Regions from separate parts of the Triticum aestivum genome. Here regions 1 and 3 are each linked to region 2. A link is a contact called in public Hi-C data. All regions are on one chromosome and are shown on one strand. The core of a region is the stretch at or near the end of the contact, and the rest is flanking DNA. Distances in the headings are between cores, read along the strand shown. Region 1 has its middle 18 kb from the start of LOC123054778. Region 2 holds the start of LOC123054782 (zinc finger matrin-type protein 2). Region 3 has its middle 17 kb from the start of LOC100136986.

Evidence for each region. Hi-C and Micro-C count contacts between places; a contact is called where the count stands out from the background.
Region 1: a contact with region 2 is called in a Hi-C map of leaf, with 5 times the contacts expected there. The contact joins the enhancer-like site here to the promoter of LOC123054782 in region 2. A contact is called at or near these places in 2 of 5 Hi-C or Micro-C datasets (both in leaf).
Region 3: a contact with region 2 is called in a Hi-C map of leaf, with 3 times the contacts expected there. The contact joins the enhancer-like site here to the promoter of LOC123054782 in region 2. A contact is called at or near these places in 2 of 5 Hi-C or Micro-C datasets (both in leaf) and 1 of 1 datasets of contacts at active chromatin or transcription factors (leaf).

Annotation. Positions count from the first base shown.
Region 1 is chr2D:592,228,488-592,231,381 of IWGSC CS RefSeq v2.1, reverse strand. No RefSeq gene overlaps it. Among protein-coding and RNA genes, the nearest start is that of LOC123054778, 18 kb to the right of the region's middle. Within about 2 kb of position 1,466, at least 5 of the 8 cell types and tissues checked have an H3K27ac peak or open chromatin away from gene starts, as enhancers often do. A contact at or near this core is called in leaf, where this site is marked.
Region 2 is chr2D:592,472,084-592,475,043 of IWGSC CS RefSeq v2.1, reverse strand. LOC123054782 (zinc finger matrin-type protein 2) reads right to left here and starts at 1,567. Exons shown (of 11, transcript XM_044478626.1): 1 at 1,325-1,567; 2 at 721-766; 3 at 536-622; 4 at 401-422; 5 at 224-306. The coding sequence starts at 735.
Region 3 is chr2D:592,668,810-592,671,802 of IWGSC CS RefSeq v2.1, reverse strand. No RefSeq gene overlaps it. Among protein-coding and RNA genes, the nearest start is that of LOC100136986, 17 kb to the right of the region's middle. Within about 2 kb of position 1,497, at least 1 of the 8 cell types and tissues checked has an H3K27ac peak or open chromatin away from gene starts, as enhancers often do. A contact at or near this core is called in leaf, where this site is marked.

The DNA of each region.
Region 1 (2,894 bases), core at 217-2,716, 240 kb after region 2:
TACACGTTGCGACGCTTTCGACCATTTTATCGGCTCTTGTCACCAAGAAAACTTCAGAAAATGCAAAACTTGTCAAAAATCCAAACAACTTGGCATGAGGCATTGTTGGTCACAGAAGCTGAAGCTGGTGGAAAGCATTTGGACCATTTGAGGGACGTCGAAAAAAATGTGCATTCAAATGGACCCTTCTAGCCTTACCCGAACACCCTCCGTTGAATATCATCTGTTTTTGGACATCTTGAAATGACCCAACTTTTTCAACAAGGTGGGAATGCCCATGGAAAGCACGCATGCAAGGTTTGAACGCTTTTCATCATTGTATGGCTATTTTGGTATTGCAAACAATATTTTTTAAAAATAAGGATTTCAAAAATAATAATAAAGTAAAAATAGAAAATAATTGGTGAAGAAAGAGAATGAAAACAAAAAAAGCAGAAAAGCAGAAAAAAGAAGAGAAGAAAAAATATTTTTCTTTGAGAAAAGCAGACAAATACTTCAGATTGCCACTGTTTCGCATAAGGCAAGCGGCCGAGAGACGAGTTTGGGTCAGCCATTTCTGCAAATAGCGTAGGAACTACCCCCACCCCAACTTGGGGACCTTCTAGTTTTTCACTTTTATTTTACCGTGTTTTCAGTTTTATTTATTTTTTATTTTTTCCTTTTATTTTGCTTTATGTTTTTTTCATTGTTTAAGTTTTTTCTTTTTTTGTTTATTTGTTATTGTCATACTTATTTTTCCTTTTAAAAATGTTTGTGACTTTTTTCGGAAATTGCAAAACAATATTCACATTTTAAAAAGTTATTTAGTAGTTTAAAAATGTACAGGGTTTTCCAAAAATATATTGTTCTCTAAAACTTGTCATGATTGTTAAAAAACGATGCCATGTTGGATTTTTTCTCAGAACTCTAAAAACATTCACGTTTTCACAAAACTCGGAAATTTCAGAATTATTTTTATTTAAAAATAAATAAATATTCACGACTTCTAAAAATGTTTGGTTTTTTTATTTCAGAAATTCTCGTGTTTTCATATTCTGCGTAGTAGCTCTTTAAGGGGCTCGCTCAGATTTTGTCACCAAAGCTTCTCAGGGTGACTGGTCTGCAACTTTCCTTTGTGGGCTAGAGGTGCGGAGTTCGAATCTTTGTGAGGTCTCTTTTTATTCCTGTCTGATATTACATGGCTGTCATACTGTTGCGTACTGCGGAAACCTTCATGGGCTGGCCCAGTCACCGGGTGCGTAGGGCGTATATTCAAGCGGGCATCGTACATACCTTGTGAAAAGACTGTAATGCCCTTTATACGTTTTCTAGGGGTGTTGTACCGAAGCGGAACTCTAATTAATAAAGCCTGGCAAATTTCTGCTAAAAACGATCGACTTGACGTGGTCGTGCTTTCCTCCAAGGAATTGATTAAGGGAAGGAAAATGTAACACATGCGCGCGTGACGCGACGCGAGCCAACGCCCAGCCGCACATTAGGACTGGACGCTCGAACGAGCTTTTTGGCTCCATCCGAAACTCGCTCCAGCTCGGCCCGACTCAGCTCGGCCCGACAAGAAAAGAAGCCGAGCCGAGCTAGCAAATTTAGGCCCGTTCGACGACCGAGCCGAGCCGGTTTCCGCTCGGTCCAGCTCGGTGGCTCATTTCGCAGCCCAATTAATTTTTTTTGATAATTTTCAGCCCATTGCCTAGACATAGCAGCCTACACGAGCAGCCCAAGCCCACTAAAAGCACCCCGACTCACATGTGCCTCCCCTAGCGAGCGAATGCAGCCGCCGCTGCTTAGGGTTTGCGCCTTGCCGCGCCCGCCACCGTCCAGCCAATGGCCACCACCAGACATCGTCCTCCTCGCCTCGCATGACGCTGGATGGCTCGCCGTAGACACAGACGGCGTACATGCCTGTTCGCCGCTGCGCTGGACGCCGTCGTTCGTCGCTCCCGTGATTCCTCGCCGGCAAAAGCAGGTACGACCTCCAGTCCATGCGCTCCTCTCTTGACGATGACCCCGGCAACCGGCCATGCGGAGGAGACTTTGCAAGCCCACACTTCACCGGCGTCGCCCGGCGGCGCGCACGCACACACCGGCCGCTCCCATGCACACTGAACATACATCGGCACTCACTCACACGAGCCGCTCGGGCTGGACCGAGCAGCAGGCAAGACGAGCCGAGCCACTAAAAGTGGGCTCGTTCACCAACCGAGCCGAGCCGAGCCAGCTCGCACACGGGCGAGCCAAAGCCTAGCTCGGGTCAAACTCGGCTCGGCTCGGCTCGTGTCCAGCCCTACGCACATACATATATGTGTTTGAAGCAAAAAGAAGAAGATAAAACACACCTTGCCCTTTTCTGTAATTTGTTCACAATTTTTAAATTTGTGAACCTTTTTTGAATTCATGAACAATTTTTTATTGCGTGAACAACAATAGTTTAGTGTGTATTTTGAAGAAAATGTTCACTGTATTTAAAAAGTTCGGTGTGTAATTTGAAAACTGTTCACTGTATATTAAAGAAACCTTCATTGTATATACATAAAATGTTCATCATATATTAAATAATTCTTCAGTGTGTATTTTGTAAAAATGTTCAACATATTTTAAAAACTTTGAGTGTGTAATTGAAAATTGTTCACCATCTATTGAAAGAAGTTCATTGTATATAAATAAAATATTCATCGTATGTTAATAATTGGTCAGTGTCTATTTAGTAAAAATATTAACCATATTAATAAAATTGTTCACTTTTTCAGAAATTGTTCATAATTTTGAATTTTTGAGCATGTTTGAATTTTCTTCGTTGCTTTGAAAAATGTTCATGAATTCCAATTTTTTTTGCCATTTAAAAAAAAATGTTCTTTAACTAAAAAAAGCATGAACGCAAATATATTTCATGAATTAAA
Region 2 (2,960 bases), core at 318-2,817:
ATAATTTACATTTCAAAAAAAAAACAATAATTCAAATCAAGCATAAACATGAAGTCTCAGGTACTAAGTTGCAAATTAACCTAAATAAGGAACTTCCAAATGAACCACGCAAGATATACATAAGAAGAAATCACGCCCAATTGGGTTCACAGGTTATACAACAATGAGGAAACATGGAAAAACAATGAGAAACATTATTTGAAACCTATATGATCTGACGAACCTGGGTTTTACCAAGACGAGACTCAAGATCAACTTCATAATCCCTATGCTTCAAAGGCTGTCTTTGCACAGGAGGGCCCCTGTCTGACGTTTGTAGAGGAAATAATTCAGTTTTGCATGATAATAACAGTAAGGCTACAGATTTAATAGAATTAATAACTTTACACGGAGTGCATACCCTTGCCTCTCCGGGCTTCATCCTGCATAACCAAGGGAGAAAGACAGAGCAAATGTTAGCAATGTATTGAACAAGAGAGAAGTATGAATATGATCATGTTTAGTTTTCAAAAAACAGTAGGACGCCGTGGAGGACCTTCTCATCCCGCTCTCTCTGTCGAGCTCGCTCCAAGTACTCCTCCTTGTCAAATTTCCTACGGAAAGTGTTATCCACACCTGCAGGCTACGCATCATAACAAGCAGAGGATCAGCTCAAAATCCTCAAATGCACCACACTGGCTTCTCTGCAGATAGAAAGAATTACGAGTAGCAGCAACTCACATTGCCGCCAGACATCTTGCCCTGTCCACTGCCAATCAGATGCTACCTACAAATCATCACATGTACAAGAAAGATAAGAAACAAAACAATAACCTGGAACGAATTTTTGACGTGTGACAAAGCGAACAAAACGTGCCTCTGTGCAACCACCAGAGAAGCTGCACATGATGGCAGCAGGACTCAACTAAATGAAACAATATAAATCCCTAGGCTGAAAATTAACCAGAAGAGTAAACTACCCACAGCACACGCGTTGTGTGACATAAAAAGAAGTATGGGACCGAGGTGCAGTTGATGTGAAATTCGAATCATAAATCAAAATCGATAAAGCATAGCAAAACAACACAGCGTGGTACAATATCCATCTTGTGTTTTAGTATTGCAATGAAACTGAACCAACCGAATGAATTGAACCCTAATAGTATTGCATGAAACTGCATCGAATTTAAGAGAACCCTAATACGGGGCACGGCAGCATAAACAGCAGGGCGTTCCATCAATCAAACTAACAACACATCGAAGGATAGCTAACCCTAGCATCTATCGGGCACCAAGGGATTATGAGGACACTAGGGAATCGGAATCAAGGGAGCACGGAACTCACGGTGAGGGGATCCGACGGCAGGAGGAGGGGTGCCGAGGAGCGCTTGCGGGGACTGGCGCGGAGGGAGGAGGCGGTGGTGGCAGCCCTTCCAAGTTGAAAGAGCCAGGGCGGCACCAACGCGGGCCGGCGGCGGCGACGGCGGGATCCCCGGGGAGCCGAGGACGGTGGGAGGGATAGACGAAGCAGCACAGAGATTATTTTTTTTAGGGGTGTAAGCAGCGCCGAGATGTGGCCTGTGATGGACTGAGGGGCTCGTGGTTGGGCTGGGCCACATAAGGGAGGGCCCGAAGTTTGGTTTCTGCAATAAGCCTTGAGGCGGTAAGGGCATTTCCTATTTGGCGCTGCAGGCGCTGGTTATAGCTGTTTCCGCAAACGGGCGCCTGCAGCGGCGCTAGCTGGGCTCGGCCCAACTACCCTTTCCCCACTGTTTTCGAAACAAAAAAAGGAGAGTTAGCGAAAGCGTGCACAGCCAGGAATCGAACCAACAATCTCTCAGTTAACAGAAAATTCACAGACCACTACGCCACCGCCCTGACTCGTGAACAGATGGCTCCTTTCCATCTTTTTATACCTTTGTTTCATGCGTTTGTTCCCCTTTCTTTTTTTGTTTCCTGTTTTCTTTTCTTAAATGCGAAAAATGTTTACAAATAGACGATTTCTAGTTCGTGAACTTTTTCTGTATACCGATGAACTATTTTTCAATTTCAATGATTTGTTTTTCAAACTCGATTAACTTTTTCGAAAGTGAATGAACTTTTAAACTTTTTTTGAACTTATTCTAAAAATCGATGAACTTTTTCCAGATTCCGATGAACTTTTTTCAATCCGACGAACTTTTTTTCCAAATCGAATGAACTTTTTTCGATTTGATGAACTTTTTTTCCAGATCCAATGAACTATTTTCAATTTGATGAACTTTTTTTAATCTGATGAACTTTTTTCAAATCCAATGAACTTTTTTCAGATTTGTGAACATTATTGTTCAAAATTGACGAACTTTTCTTAATATTATATGACCTTTTTTCACAAACATATTCAAAGTTGTAAAAAAACGGAGGCCGGTCTTTTCCCTGAACCAGAAGCGCAGCACAGCCCAAAAAAACCCAGCGATGCGAGTCTGTTTTTCTTCAGCGAGCGAGCGAGCAAACGAAGGGGGAGCGAGGGAGCGATCTTCTCTTAATTTGCCGCGGCCCATGGCTGGTCGCTGCAGGCGCCAGTTCTCCAACGGACGCCTACAGCGTCCAATAGGAGCTCCCGGCGGTAAGAGCATTCTAGCAGATCCTCAAACCCTCGAAGCCCTGCCAATTCGAGAGGCACTAGCCCTCTCAGAGGACCTATATCTACGGCGTATACATGTGGCCTCGGACTGCAAGATTGTCATAGAAGATATCCATAAGGAGAATGCGTCCAGTTATGGAGCGATCATACATGAAATTTTAGATCATTCTTCGACTTTTGATTTTTGTAAATTTAGTCATGAATTTAGGAGCTCAAATTTTGAGACTCACAATTTAGCGAAGCATGCACTTTCTCTAGGGCTTGGCCGCCGTGTCTGGTTAGGTCATCCCGGAGATCTTCCATCCGTCCCTGTAAACACTGTGACGACTTAATAAAAGCTTCGTGAGATTGTTTTAAA
Region 3 (2,993 bases), core at 248-2,747, 200 kb before region 2:
GTTTGGGTTTTATAAAAATCTTCATGTTTCTAAAAATTCGATAATTCATAGTTATTTTTTTATTTTGAAAAGTTAAAAAAGAATCAACAAAAATAAAGAAAATATTCCGAATCTTACAGTGCGGTATGTTCTTAAATATTCACGCTGGACATGGATTAGCAGGACGTGTTTGTTCGAATGGCTAGCAGGACATGATCGGGTCTTTGAAGTCGTGAGTTTGATCTTTAACGCACCTTTTTTTTATTTTTGTACTAATGGCTTACAAATACAGGCCGTTTCGGTGCCTGCCAGTGAGCTGGCCGAGATAAATCCTTATAAAGAAAGGACATTTATGTATGTTTGTGCGCTAAATATGCTAGAGGTACTGTGGTATCCCCAGCCCACCAGGGTTCAAGTCCTGTTGCTCGCATTTATCCTTGGATTTATTTTAGAATTTCCGGCGATGCGCATTCAGTGGGAGGAGACGTTCTCGTCGACGACGAGGTGCCTACGGCGACTTCGTAAAGTTCAAGATGATATGCCGGCTCAGTCTTTCGGAGGTGCTCATAGGGGTAGGGTGTGCGTGTGTGCGTTCATAGGGATAAGTGTATGCGCGTGTATATGAGCGCTTGCGTCTGTACTGTGTTCAAAAAAAGAATATGCTAATGAAATGAGATTTATTCGCTACGGTTAGCAATCCATCCAGATACGCTGTTGTATGAGAGAGTGCTCGAAGCAACCGTGCCGCGAAGGTCGCCGGGCTGCCACAACCCGAAGACAAAGGTGTACCCAGAGGAAAAAAAAGACACTAGTTGGGTGGTCGCCGTCACGCCGACAAACCCCACCATTATCAAGATCTCAGAGGAAAACACACGAGTCAAGAGAAGACCGCAGCTCCTCGCCGCGGGCGCCGTTTTTTATGGACACATCAATTATCTCTCTCGTTGTCTCTCATAAAAACAATTCTCTCCCGTTACAACGCGCGGACATATGTACTAGTAACACTAAAATCTCCTCGTAATCATGTTGGTGGACTAAGAACACCAAAAAAAGACATATTTGTGCTAAATTCCCATGAAAACAAGCAATTCAAGATCTAAACCTCTAAATAACCTCGAGAACACGATAAAATATTGAAGTTATTGCGTAAGCTCTCATAACGCTAGAGGCCTTCGATGCATTTTTGCTACGCTAAATCCCCATGAAGGCATGCCATCTGCAGTCTAACCCGCTGAATCAATTCGAAAACATGCTACCAGTCTCTCGTTCAGGGCCGCAGCTCTAGCCGCCAAATCGTGAAACGATCACCTTCAGCGCAAGACATCGCCTTCGTAAGCCCAGCCGACTGAGAGCTGCGTCCGGAAAAAACCAAGACCCGAGACAAACCGCACTCACGTTTCCTCGTAATTTCCTGATCGAGTCCTCCAACTTGCGCGCGACTATTCGTGCGTGGGCGCATGCATCCTACTGTTCCAGGATCAGTCCGGTGTCAGACAGATGGCGACCTCGCGTTCTACTAGTCACATGTGACATGTTCTTCCCTGCATCCTTGACTCACCAAACATTTTTCGTCTGCACGCAGATAAGTCGTAGCGAATTAAGTGTCTTTGCTGACTAATCTCACTGGATGAACACGTACGACCGCTCTACGCGCCGCTCGCGGTTCGATCCATTCCAATTAATCGGTCGGATGTACTACTACCACTACGTGCGTGTGCCTGATCAAGACTTGAGACCGGTGGGAGCAAGTGAGTGTGACTCGGAAGTTTCTGCGAATTCCAATAATGAAAGATCTTGCTGGTCTATCTCAATGCTTGGCTGGGGTTGGAATTTGGGGCGGTTTGGTTTTAGGCCATGCATTGTTATATTTTGCCACACATTTTTGCCAAGATTGTCTAAGATTAATTCAACAAATGAGAGACACAAGTTGGCAAGCCTAAGTGAATCTTGCCACACATTTTATGTGTATATCATGTGAGGCCCTAGTATGGCTTTACGTAAGATGTAGTTTGAACCGAACACTCATCTAAGTTGATCAAACCTAGCCTAATCTTAATGTGACAACCTTTGACAATCTTAATCACAAACCAAACTACAGTAGCATACAGCAGTAGCCTGAGCCTCTTTCCTTACACAAAATACTACTACCACGTACTAGCTTCTATAATCCCACGATATGGACAGTTATACGACCTCCATCATTTGTTAACTCAAGATTCCCGTTCCTCCCGTCCCTCCCGAGTCGCCCCTGTGCGGCGGCTGGGAGGCCTCCAGATCCCGTCGTCCCCGACTCCCCCTCTCGTCGTCCTCCTCCCTCGCCGCCGCCCAAGGGCGCGGCCAGGCAAAGCCTTACCGTTGCCGGCGGCGGCGGGGACTAGGTGCCCTCCCGCTCGTGAGGAGCTGGCGCGGGCCGGCGCCCCCGGGCCGGAGCGTGGCGTCCGGCCGGACGTCACGACGGGGGCTGGCGGCGCTCCGGCGATCCCATTCCCCATGGCAGGCGGCTTCAAAATGTGGGGCGCCACGGTCGCCATGGACGACGGCGGCGTGACCAGATCGGCGGCGGCGCGGCCAGATCTGGGCTTAGGCGTGAGCTTGGTCTCCGGGTCATGGTCGACGCGATGGCAAGTGCGACACGTCGGCATCTTTGTCTGGTCCTTGACAACCCGGGCAACTCCGGGGAAAACCCTAGATCTCCATGGGATCGAGCGATGATGGTGCTCTTGCGCCGTAGTCCCTCTTCAGGGCATCGTTTTGGAGTTTGCTACGGTCGAAGGAACCAGCGAGGCCGGCGCCGTACGCCCGGTGGCGCAACTGCCGATGAAAATCGCGCCGACTACGGTCATGGCGAACGATGGCGGCGTCTTTGATGTCGTTTCCTTGTCGAGGCATCGTTGTCGCAGTTGGCGTCATCGGGCTCGGGATGCTCCAGGGGAAACCCTAGATCTGGGTCTCCCGGATCGGACGATGATGGCGTTCTTAGTAGCGCTTTCCCTCATGGGGGCATCGTTTTGGAG